Regions from separate parts of the Mus musculus genome. Here regions 1, 2 and 4 are each linked to region 3. The links are chromatin contacts, called in public Hi-C and promoter capture Hi-C maps. All regions are on one chromosome and are shown on one strand. The core of a region is the stretch at or near the end of the contact, and the rest is flanking DNA. Distances in the headings are between cores, read along the strand shown. Region 1 has its middle 9.4 kb from the start of Gm35187. Region 2 holds the start of Ddah1 (dimethylarginine dimethylaminohydrolase 1). Region 3 overlaps Col24a1 (collagen, type XXIV, alpha 1). Region 4 has its middle 28 kb from the start of Ddah1.

What was found. Promoter capture Hi-C pulls out the DNA fragments that hold promoters and counts their contacts. A called contact is a pair of places that touch in the nucleus more often than the background predicts.
Region 1: a contact with region 3 is called in a Hi-C map of myocytes, with 3 times the contacts expected there. The contact joins two enhancer-like sites. A contact is called at or near these places in 4 of 39 promoter capture datasets (the C10 cell line, hippocampal neurons, pre-B cells and 1 more), 2 of 15 datasets of contacts at CTCF or cohesin (both in embryonic stem cells), 102 of 484 Hi-C or Micro-C datasets (the AML12 cell line, B cells, the BV-2 cell line and 51 more) and 5 of 115 datasets of contacts at active chromatin or transcription factors (embryonic basal ganglia, embryonic stem cells, epiblast stem cells and 2 more).
Region 2: a promoter capture Hi-C map of the SN4741 cell line shows a contact between it and region 3, with 3 times the contacts expected there. The contact joins the promoter of Ddah1 here to the enhancer-like site in region 3. A contact is called at or near these places in 7 of 39 promoter capture datasets (the 3T3-L1 cell line, the C10 cell line, the SN4741 cell line and 4 more) and 1 of 9 other capture datasets (embryonic stem cells).
Region 4: a Hi-C map of the N1E-115 cell line shows a contact between it and region 3, with 5 times the contacts expected there. The contact joins two enhancer-like sites. A contact is called at or near these places in 7 of 484 Hi-C or Micro-C datasets (the Ba/F3 cell line, the HL-1 cell line, the N1E-115 cell line and 4 more).

The regions. Positions count from the first base shown.
Region 1 is chr3:145,898,700-145,901,399 of GRCm38.p6, forward strand. No RefSeq gene overlaps it. Among named protein-coding and RNA genes, the nearest start is that of Gm35187, 9.4 kb to the left of the region's middle. Within about 2 kb of position 1,397, at least 16 of the 459 cell types and tissues checked have an H3K27ac peak or open chromatin away from gene starts, as enhancers often do. A contact at or near this core is called in muscle stem cells and myocytes, where this site is marked.
Region 2 is chr3:145,757,359-145,760,062 of GRCm38.p6, forward strand. Ddah1 (dimethylarginine dimethylaminohydrolase 1) reads left to right here and starts at 1,334. Exons shown (of 6, transcript NM_026993.3): 1 at 1,334-1,806. The coding sequence starts at 1,504.
Region 3 is chr3:145,419,290-145,421,989 of GRCm38.p6, forward strand. All of the region lies in intron 24 of Col24a1 (collagen, type XXIV, alpha 1), which reads left to right. Among named protein-coding and RNA genes, the nearest start is that of Gm35133, 29 kb to the left of the region's middle. Within about 2 kb of position 1,447, at least 41 of the 459 cell types and tissues checked have an H3K27ac peak or open chromatin away from gene starts, as enhancers often do. A contact at or near this core is called in the HL-1 cell line, the N1E-115 cell line, the SN4741 cell line and 2 more, where this site is marked.
Region 4 is chr3:145,729,039-145,731,738 of GRCm38.p6, forward strand. No RefSeq gene overlaps it. Among named protein-coding and RNA genes, the nearest start is that of Ddah1, 28 kb to the right of the region's middle. Within about 2 kb of position 1,288, at least 65 of the 459 cell types and tissues checked have an H3K27ac peak or open chromatin away from gene starts, as enhancers often do. A contact at or near this core is called in the HL-1 cell line, the N1E-115 cell line and myocytes, where this site is marked.

The sequences.
Region 1 (2,700 bases), core at 147-2,646, 480 kb after region 3:
CTATGTCTGCTGTTAGCTGTGCTCCTCCTATGTCTGATGTTGGCTGTCACCCTTTGGCTGATGTTAGTTTTGACCCTATGGCTATATATTAAGCCTCTAGAACTCAATCATCACATGTATCTGAACTTTGTACCTCTTAACCCACATCCTCAACTGGTCCATTAACCATTTCTCTTGAAACATAAAGTTATGTACCTCTACATGGACAAAGAAGCTTATTGATTGAAATTTGATAAACCCTAAGAGGCAAGTTCCCCCCAAATACAATCAGAATACTACATGCTAGGTGTTGAAACACCCTGTATCCCAGCAAAGTACAATAACTGCTTATTCTACATGGATTCCACAGAAAAGCTCTGACAGCAAACAAGTTCTATTCCAAGCAAGAGCTCAGCTCTGTAGAAATGTTAGTTTTATTACTTCTGGAAGGAACTTGTGGAACAAACACTGATTCACGCACCCAACAGAGGCTCAAAATTCCAGGACAGGATGTGAACAAAGTCATCTATTTTGTTGACTGGGGACCCAGATGAGTGTGTGAAGTTCCCTAGGACTAATACTAGGAGAGAAACACCAGGCCCCCCCCTCTCTCTCTCGTGTTTTCTTTCAGCCTAAAAAATAATGGGAAGACAGAAGCTGTTACCAGGGCTAGATGGCAATGGGAGCCGAGTGCCATCTCTCCCACTTGTAACCCCAGCACCCAGGAACTGGGGGCAGAAGATCACCATGAGTCCCAGGCCAGCCTGGGCATCACAATTAGAGCCCGTCTCTTAAATAAATTAATTTAAAAGTTAATGATAAACAGGGTAAAACTTTAGAGAGGATTCCAGCAGGAAACAGAATTCACTGACACTTGGAAGAGAGCAGAGCCAACAGCTCATTCAGAGGCCTCAATGCTAAACCTCCATGCAGGGGCTGAGTGAGACGCCGCAAACCCAGCCGTCACAACACTCCTTGGCTCACCGGGGCTAGGATGGCAGATTGTGCCTCTAAGACTAAGACAAGAAGGTGCGTCTGGAACTTGCCAGAGCAGGCCCCAAGCTGAGAAGACACACATCAGTCCCTTTCTTGTTTCGCTCTGATCTGCTGCTGACCCGTTGGCTTGGAGATGCTTCTGATGGGGCCCAGGTGAGGATTCACAAGGTCAGCGTCCCCCAACAAGGAGCTGGCTGAGATACCCAGGAGGGAGCTGGAGAGGTCAGAGTATATCTGCACAGAGCCCGTGGTGAAGAGTTACAGCAGGTCAGAGAGGGGTGGGGGTGGGGTGGCGCAATGCCAGTGCTGTCTCACAGAGCTGGCATTTAAATCCTAATTCCTGGCACATTTCTGAGCTGGAGGCATGTGCTGTGGCCAGGCTCTCCTTCACTCAGTATCAGAAAATTATTGGATCCAAATCAGCCGCAGGCGGCCTCGGAGTGAAAGATCATCACGTCCCAGACCTGCCGGTCCAGGCCCTCTTTAATAGACACTGTGTTGATTCTAAACTTAGACACACCATGTGAGCACTTGGTCCCAAACATCAAGTTGCCATTTTGCAGCTGTTCCCGGGACTTTCTGGTCACACAATGTTGTTTAAAATTCTGACCTTCTGTGTTGACATCTAGCCCTAGATGTTTGCATTTTATTTGGTCATATTGCTCACGGGGATAATAGTTTAAGATCAGTGAGGTTCCTATCGTTGGGGTGTTCATGGACCATGAGCAAGAGTGGTGTGGTGGCAGAGAGACTGTTCCAGCCAGCAACCCTGGGAACGGACAGCATGGACAGCAGGGTAGGTAAGGTGTTCCTTTACCACCCAAGAGTCTACAATTAGGCTCCGGGTGGCTTTCCATTCCACTCTATCACCTCGGACTCACAGTCAGACACACACGGTCTTCATGTAGCAGATGACAATACTGAGGCCTCCACACTCAGTTTGCATTATAAGAATCTGCTTCTGATGGGGAAATGGTGAGAACTGCTTCCAAAGAGGACACCACACTTGAGTCACTCATCGTGGTCATGGATTGGATACAGCATGTGTTCCTTCAGCTCTACAGGGCTTGCCTAGTGTGTTCAGCCCTGGGTTTGACCTTCAGTGAAGAAAGGAGGGGATGGAGGGAAGGAAGAAGAGAGGGAAGAGAGAGGGCAGGAAAGGGAAAAAGGAAGGAAGGAAGAAAGGAAGGGAGGGAGGGAGGAAGGAAGGAAGGAAGGAAGGAAGGAAGGAAGGAAGGAAGGAAGGAAGGAAGGAAGGAAGGAAGGCAGGCAAGCAGGCAGGCTAATTCGGTGAGGTCTGTAGGCAAGTGTGGTATTTGAACCAACACCACACCCTTCCCCCCCCACTCTCAGTTCATGCGACAGAACCCCAGTGCCACATGACAGAGTAAGGAACAGGGCTCTCTTGGGACCTCACAGCTCCCCAGGTGAGGTTTGCCTTCCAGAGGAAGGGCAGGACATGAGTGTCCCTCACGCTGGCCCAGCACATCTGATGCTGAGGGGTGAGTGTGCTCCAAAGATGAGGGTCCACGCAACCCCTTCTGTGGGACGGAGGCTGCTCTTTGAGAGGACGGCTCCTGTAAGAGAACTGACACATCCCTGAGTGACCCTCCCTGCTGGCAAGCTAAAGATCCTTGAGTCTACGGATGGATGCCCTTAGTCCTCAGCAACCAAGCAAAAGTGTCAGAGAAAAATGGACAGTTCTTCCTGGCCCACCCCATCCAG
Region 2 (2,704 bases), core at 84-2,583, 340 kb after region 3:
CACAGGAAGGGCGAGGCTGTAAGGAAGCTGGAATCTCCTTCCGAAGGTCAAGGAACTGAATTGTGACCGCGGGGGTGGGGGGTGGGGGGGGCAGAGTTCTATTGTGGGAACAAAATGCTAGCTCCTTGCTTCTAGCAGGCTCTGGAAATAAACACATTGGAATCACATTTTCTTCAGAACTGATTGCACTGAGAAAAGTATTCTAGGGTCAATCTTTGTTACCTGAGCTTTAGGGCAAAAGCTCTGGGCGTCCCCGGGGACTAAGCTCTAGCACCAGTCCTCAAAAGAAGCGTGTTGGTGAAGAGCAGATAAAGACTTCATCCACGTGGCTTCATTACGGGGTTCGGAGACTCCCAAGTCCATCTTTGGAGTCCTGATGAGAATGTTAGCGAGAGGAAGTGGGGGGTGGGGGGGCGAGGGTTTTGCCAATCCCACTGCCCTGGTGAGATACAGCTGGGTTCTTGCAGTCTTCGTTGTTTAAGGTAGTTGTGGGGACTGGATGAGGTGGTTGATCCTTCTCGGAATGGATGCTGTAAGCTCATCAGGGGTGAAATGTCGCCCAAGGTCTGTTGTGACCACAGGTTTATTAAAACAGTGACTTTGAAGTGTATCTTGGGAAGCCTGGAATAGGACATTGTTAAAGCCCACAGTACCATCCCTCACCCTATCTCTGTGCCTTCAGCCTCGAATGGGGATGAGATAGGGTAGGTATGTGTGCTGGTTTCTAGATAAACACTCCTTTATTGAATGACAAGCCTAGTGCAGTTAAAGAAAAACGGAGAAAACAAGAAGAGGCATTCTTCCCACTTTAAATTGCCTTGTGGGCTTGAAGTATCACTGTTCCTAGATACTTATTGTAACTGTGTGTCTGTCTTTTGGGTTACTTTCTCCTGGGTGGGAAGAAATGCATTCTTTATACTATACTGAGTTTCACGTGGGGCAGTTGGTCAATTTGGAGAAAGTCGAGGTAATTTGGGTGAAGACAGGCTGCCACGCTGAGAACCGAGGTTCCACGTGCTGGATAAAAAGAGAAGAAGAGAAAGGGAAAGTTTATCCATAAACAATCGCCCTTCACCTGGTCCCCTGACCGTGAAGTCTTCTCCAGCAGGTCCAGTTCAGCACTGCCTAATTTCCAGGTCCTCATGGGGACCATGTGAGGCGTGCACCTGCGGTGGGATACACACACCACGGAGGGAGTCATTGCTGATTAAGTCCCTGGCCTCCGCATCCCGATTGACCCAGGCCGGTCTGCGGCAGATGCGGAGAGCATAGGAATAGGCCCGCGGGCGCTGGGCCGGCGCCCGGAGCTCTGGGCATGCTCAGTGGCGCGGGCAGGGCTCCGGGCGCGAGCCGGGCTCCCGCAGCAGCACATTCATCGGCTGCCAAGAGGAGCCGCCGGGCGCTCGCAGGCTCGCAGGCTCGCAGGCTGGGCGCGCGCTGCTCTCGGGAGGACCGAGCCACCGACTCAAACCCAGCCACCGTCGCCTCCTCTCCGCGCGAACCATGGCCGGCCTCGGCCACCCCTCCGCCTTCGGCCGGGCCACCCACGCCGTGGTGCGGGCTCCGCCCGAGTCCCTGTGCCGCCACGCGCTGAGGCGCTCGCAGGGCGAGGAGGTGGATTTCGCTCGCGCCGAGCGCCAGCACGAGCTCTACGTGGGCGTGCTGGGCAGCAAGCTGGGGCTGCAGGTGGTGCAGCTGCCCGCCGACGAGAGCCTGCCCGACTGCGTGTTCGTGGAGGACGTGGCCGTCGTGTGCGAGGAGACGGCCCTCATCACCCGCCCCGGGGCGCCCAGCCGCAGGAAGGAGGTAACGGGCCAGCCCCCGGGCAGACGACGCGAGGGGCGCGGCCGAGGGGGGACGCTCGTGGAACTGACCCCGCGGGCTCAGTTCCCAACTTCCCACCGCCGGACTCCGGGCGGCGTGGCTGGGTGTGGGAAATCCGAGCCAGATAACTTCATTGTTCACACCTCCTCGCAGTCGGGGAGCCTTTGAGTCGATCTCAGTTGGAGTGTAGTGACGAGGACTTGGGCAGGTGGCTGGGCTGGAGACCCAGAGCGCCAGAGGTTCTATCTTGCAAATTACACAGCGCTGAGGACAATGCTACTCTTGTTTCCTTGCCAGTGAGGACAGAGAAGGGTCCTCCCGGAGGGCAGGTGGAGGCTTGGGGGGGGGGGGTCCCCAAGTCCTGCAGGGATTCCTTTGGGGGAGCTCCTGGCAGGGCGGACCAGGTGACACCAGGCAGAGACTATGCCCAGAGACCCAAGGAATTCAAGTTACTTTTCAGTGGTGGCGAGTGAGTCTTGAAGAACTGGCAAGCGAATGTGTTCAGCGTTTTGTTAGTGAGCTGTGTTTAAATGTGTTTGTGAATGGGCCGGGTTTGAAAAGCTGTGCTTGCTGCGGGGTGCTCCGTTTCATTAGCAATGGGAGGTTTTTTGGTTTTTGTTTTTGTTTTTTTAATAAGTTCTGTCATTTTAATCTCTCTCTCCCCTCTCTCTCTGCAATTAAGACTGCTTTTTGTTTTCTTCAAGGGGCCAACACATTATCGTATCTTGTAGAAATGGCTGTAACTGCTTTAAAAATAATGTAGGTTAGTGGGAGAGAGGCACAGACACACGAGTTTAGATTTTAAAATGCCATCTGGCCTGGGATTTTTCTGACTGCCAGAGAAGAGCCCAGCCTTAAGATTCTCCCACACTCTTGGCAT
Region 3 (2,700 bases), core at 197-2,696:
GTTTTTTATTGACCCTAGCACATTAAACTCATCTTAGTTGGGAATTTAAGCTTCTCTGCAGTTTGGTCAGTATGGTAAAAAAAAAAAAAAAAAAATCAGGAACTGAATATAGTTTGCCACTAAAAGAGATAATTGCCCAACCATTTCATTAATGAGCTCTGGGTAACATATGGCCCACCAGGGGGTTAAGTGGCCAGTCTTTCTCATTGTACTCTCATCAGGCCTGGATGTAAGTCTGTCGCTGAGGCCTTAACCCGGAAGTACTGATTTAAAAAGCAATGAGTCTTAGCTTTAGAGGAGGGTGGGTGGTTTGCACGTGTGTTCCCCCACCTCTGCTTTATTTGCGTTGTTCACTGACTTAGTCAAAATATATTTATTATCTTCTGTAGTCCAGGAATTATGCTGAACGTAAGAGATGGAGATGCTCTATAGAACATTCAGACTGATAAACTTAAAGCCACGTCTTCCTGAACAGTGATGGAGTTAGAAAACGTAGTAGCCAGGCTTCTATATCACTGTGGACAGATGCCTGAAAGAAATATTTAAGAGAGTGAAGTCTCATTTTGGCTCATGGTATAAAAAGGCTGAACCCATATATTTGTGCCGAACATCGGGGCAATGGAGGTGTTTTCTGGGGCTGTTCTTGATCACTTGGTAGACAGCAGGCAGAGAAGGCAGAGGGCAGGAGGAGGCCAGAGAAAAGCCCATCCCTCAATGCTTCCTCGGGGGCCTTCCTCCAACTAGATCTCATATCCAAGTAATACAGGCATATTATGAATCTATCAAGTGATGGTCTATGTTATTGATGAGGTAAAAGCCTTCATGATCCAGAAAAGTCTTCACAAATACACCCACAGATGTGCTCTTTTTTAATTTCCCAGATGTTTCTGAATTTCTTCAAGTCACTCATCACACACAAAAAGCTCCTTGCTCCAACCCATGCTGTCAAAGGAATAACTTCTGAGACTATAGATTTCATTTGAAAATGTAAATGAATGATCCAAAGATTGTGAATTAACAAATAATCAGAAAGGTTTCAGGTATAAGCCTTAAAATTACCCTTAAATAAAAAAAAAACTGAAGGAAAATTGTCGAAAACAAAAATAATAGACATCATTCATCCTTTGCCAATTGACTTTCTCTGCATAGTAAATCTGAAAATTTTCCTTATCTTTTCCTCTCTCCACATGCATACTCTCTAGGGTTGACTCTTAGTTGAGGCTTTTTTCCTGATGGTCTGTAAATTCCTTGGCCCTAAGCCCACATTTTCATCTGTACACTAAACATTCCTACCAGAAGCCCTCACTGGTGCTTCCTCTTTGTCATATTTTAAAAAGGAATTCTTGTGGCTGGGGAGATGGCTCAGCAGTTAAGAGCACTGGCTCTTCTTCCAGAGGATCAAGATGGAGTAATCCCCAGCACAGACACGGTGGCTCACAACTGTCTATGACTCAGTTCCGGGGATCTGAAAGCCTCCTCTGGCCTCTGCAGCCACAAGGAATGTACATAGTGCACAGTTATACATTCAGGCAAAACACCCACACATAAAAACAAACAAGCAGATAAATAAGTAAGGGATTCTTGGACTGTGGAGATGGCTGAGTTGGTAAAGTCCTGGTCCCACAAGGAGAAAGACCTGTGTTTGGATCTCAAACAGGCAACACAGAAAGGGGCAGGTGCAGTAGAGCATGTCTTTAGCCTTAGCTCTGATAGGAAGGAAATGAAATTCCCCAGAGCCGTTTGGCCAGCCAATTTAACCAATCAGTGACCACCATGTGTCTCATAAGCAAAGGTAGAGGGAAAGAAAGGAAAACACCAAGCCCCAACCTCTTGCCTCTACATTCACATGGACATGAGTCCCTGCATATACACTTGCGTGTGCGTGTGCACACACGAAAGAAAGGAAGAAAGAAAGAAAGAAAGAAAGAAAGAAAGAAAGAAAGAAAGAAAGAAAGAAAGAAAGAAAGAGAGGGGGGAGGAAGAAAAGAAGGGAAGAGAAGAGAAGAAAAGAGAGGAGAGGAGAGGAGAGGAGAGGAGAGGAGAGGAGAGGAGAGGAGAGGAGAGGAGAGGAGAGGAGAGGAGAGAAGAGAAGAGAAGAGAAGAGAAGAGAAGAGAAGAGAAGAGAAGAGAAGAGAAGAGAAGAGAAGAGAAGAGAAGAGAAGAGAGAGAAGAGAAGAGAAGAGAAGAGAAGAGAAGAGAAGAGAAGAGAAGAGAAGAGAAGAGAAGAGAAGAGAAGAGAAGAAGAGAAGAGAAGAAAGAGAAGAGAGAAAAGAAAAGAAAAGAAGAGAAAAGAAAAGAAAAGAAAAAACAGTAATCTACAGTAATTCCTCAGCTAGATGGCATGTTCTTTCTTATCTGCCCCTGGACAACTTATTGTGTGGCCATCTTCTTAGAAAATGGCGTGACTGTGAAGACATAGTGCAGGGAAACAGATCCTGTGAGAACACCTGTCTCATTTAGTGCTTGAAAATGGAGATTTTTTTTTTTCATGTGTGGCTTAACCTTTGCTCCTCCAGTCACCAAAAGTCCATATCACATTGATATACAAAGTTGTCGCTTGAAACAAAGTTAAAAAATATCAGTGGTTTTCTACAGTGGGTAAAGTCTACACTTGTCATGATGAGATAGCTTCGATCCTTTGTGTAGCTTTGTAAGGAAAGCAAAACCCACTGATAGAAAATAGTGTAGCTAAGAGTAAAT
Region 4 (2,700 bases), core at 38-2,537, 310 kb after region 3:
TTCCTGTAAGTTTCCATTGACTTTTATAACTACTACACTCAATAGGATGCAACATTATACACATATTATTATGTGCTCTTCAGAGAATTTTGACAAGAAAAAACTCTGTACATTTTCAACATTTCCCTTGAATTAAAAAAATTACTATCATGTGCACACGACATGCTTGTGGGGGCACACGCCACAGTATGAGTATAAGTATATAAGCGTTTTGCCTTCAGGTATGTCTGCTGTGGGCCACGTGTGTGCCTGGGGCCCATGGAGATGGTGGATACCCTGGAACTGAAGCTACAAACAAGTGGGAGGTGGAGAGTGAACCCAGGTCTTTAGCAAGAACAGCAAATGCTATTAACTGCTGAGCCATCTCTCTAGCTTCCCCACATCCAGTTTTACTTATTTTTTTAAAATCAAGCACGACTTAAGGGTCTGTGCTTGTATTTACAAACACCACCAGCAGCTTTAGCACACAAAAAGCCACTCTTCCCTAGGTTGTCAAGAGTTAGCATGGATGACTTTGTAGCTCCCACCCCATCCACCCCTTCATAGACCAACTTATTCATTCTTTGGGAGAGATGACCCAGAGAACTACAAAGACAAATGCAGATGAGGTGGGTGTGTGACTGAAGAACAGGAAGTCCGCTGTTACTGTGAGTAACCCAGAGTATTTGCCACAACTTGTCCAGAAGACGGTAGCTCTGTCTACAACAGGACTCCTCTCCTTTCTCTGGCTGCCCTCTGCTGGCACTGCTAGCCAGTGAGATAGTGACCCAAGCTGGGCATGTGGGAAGATGACTTGCTGCTTTGATGGACAGCTGGTTGAATCGCTTCAATTTGTGGGTCTACTGCATGGATCATCTGAACTTCCCTTTGCTGGGCCTTCGCCTGGGCAGCATTGACCTCCCAAGAGGCCTGGGCTGTTCTAGGAGCAGACATCAGTCTGCTCATCTGTGTGAGATGGACCAAATGGCCTTGTGTTTCCTCTTTGTCTTTTGCTTCTTTCATCTCCAGAGCCATCCCACGATGGCCAGCAGCTGAGCCAGGTCCTTCCCCTGCCAATCACAAATACCCTTCCCTGTTCACCAGTCCCTGGGAGCCTTCACCCACTCCATCAGTGAAAGGTATTTACAAGGGTCTGGGAAGCCTGACAATCTGCTAATGCAATGCTGGAGATAGCCCGAAAGAAACTCTAGGCTGGTTTCCTGTTTCCAAGGACAGCAGGATGTGTCAGCTGCTGGAGCAGCCGATGCCCTTGGAGAGGAGAGAAACTAGAGAGTGTGACCAGTCGGTGACCTCACCCTCCTGCTGTCCCAGGGGTGTGGACAGGTTTCTGCTCCTGGTGGCTAAATGTCAGTAAAAGGGGATGAAAAATGTGATTGTTTTCCTTTAAGAAATATTAAAAGGAGAGTGGTGTCTGGGAAGTAGAACCATTAGTGGAATCTATTCCAGTATTATGGTTAATTAATTTAGGGGGCTTTAATGCTATTTCATTATGCAGCCTTTGAGAGCTTTCTGGTAAATGCCTATCCCATAAATACTAACATGACTTCATATGTATAATTTCCCTTCAGAAGAGTGAGGGTGAATTATGACCTAGGAACTAATTTGCACACAGCTCTACCCAGACAATACAAAGATGCCTCTTGATGAACACCGTTCACTGCGTTTGGAAGCTCGGGAAAACACTCGGACAGGCCATCTACATTTTAAGGCCACGGTTGTCAGTCTGGTTGCGTCCCAAAGCAAAACACTTGGCCACCAGTTTCACCTTGCTAGGAACTAAAGAGCTGCCTTCTGTACTTTATGCTGATATTAAATAGTAAGCATTGAACTGTTGGAAGAAACAGCTCCGTGCACAGATAAATCGTTCCTCTAAGATGGCTGTGTTTCAGTGCATTATGTTCAGTCCTATTTATCCATGCCTCACATTTAATCAGCCAATTTTCTATTTATGAAATACGTATATAGGTTCCTTAGCTCTGCTCAGGTACAATACAGTCCAAGCACCAGCCCACACGTTCAAAGTCCCCGCCTTATGAACAGCCTCTTTTGGAATGTCAGAATTTTTAAAAGAAAATATTTGGATTTCATCATTTAGAAGGTGTGCTGTATTTGTTCAATATTATAGCAGTCTGTGATGTTATTGAAAAATATTTGTTTTGCCAGTTTGACAGCTTTCTAACAGAGCTCTTGGGTTTAGTTTTGTTTATAGTTCTGTGCTTCAATAGCTGGCTTGGGATTAAGTGGATGTCTGTGTTTTTGTCGAGAGTTTATTAATTGGTTGCCTCTGAAAAATATTTTAAGCGGAAAGTCATTCCCAAACAGCAGCGGTAGGAAGCAGCATTGCTGAGCTAACTGTAAGCCGTGTTCTCTGGTCATTCTCTCAGTGGACATACATTTAACACACGCTGGCTGACACTGACTTAGCCACAGGTGACGGGGCGCAGAGGTCTCCTCCAGAGCACATGTTGGAAGTCAGTTGTCCCTGGAACAGTATGGAAAGGCAGGGCCATCAAGAGATGATTCTGTTATTGGAGCAGAGCCGTCACAAATCGATCGAATGACAGTGCCTTCAAAGGGAAGGCTTAGTTACAGTAAGAGGAGATTCCTAACCAAGAGAGTGACTTGGCCCAGTTTCTAGATCCCCCTGGAGTATGCTTGCTTAGGAAGCAGCATGAAGCTCCCCCATGACTTCCCCAGCCA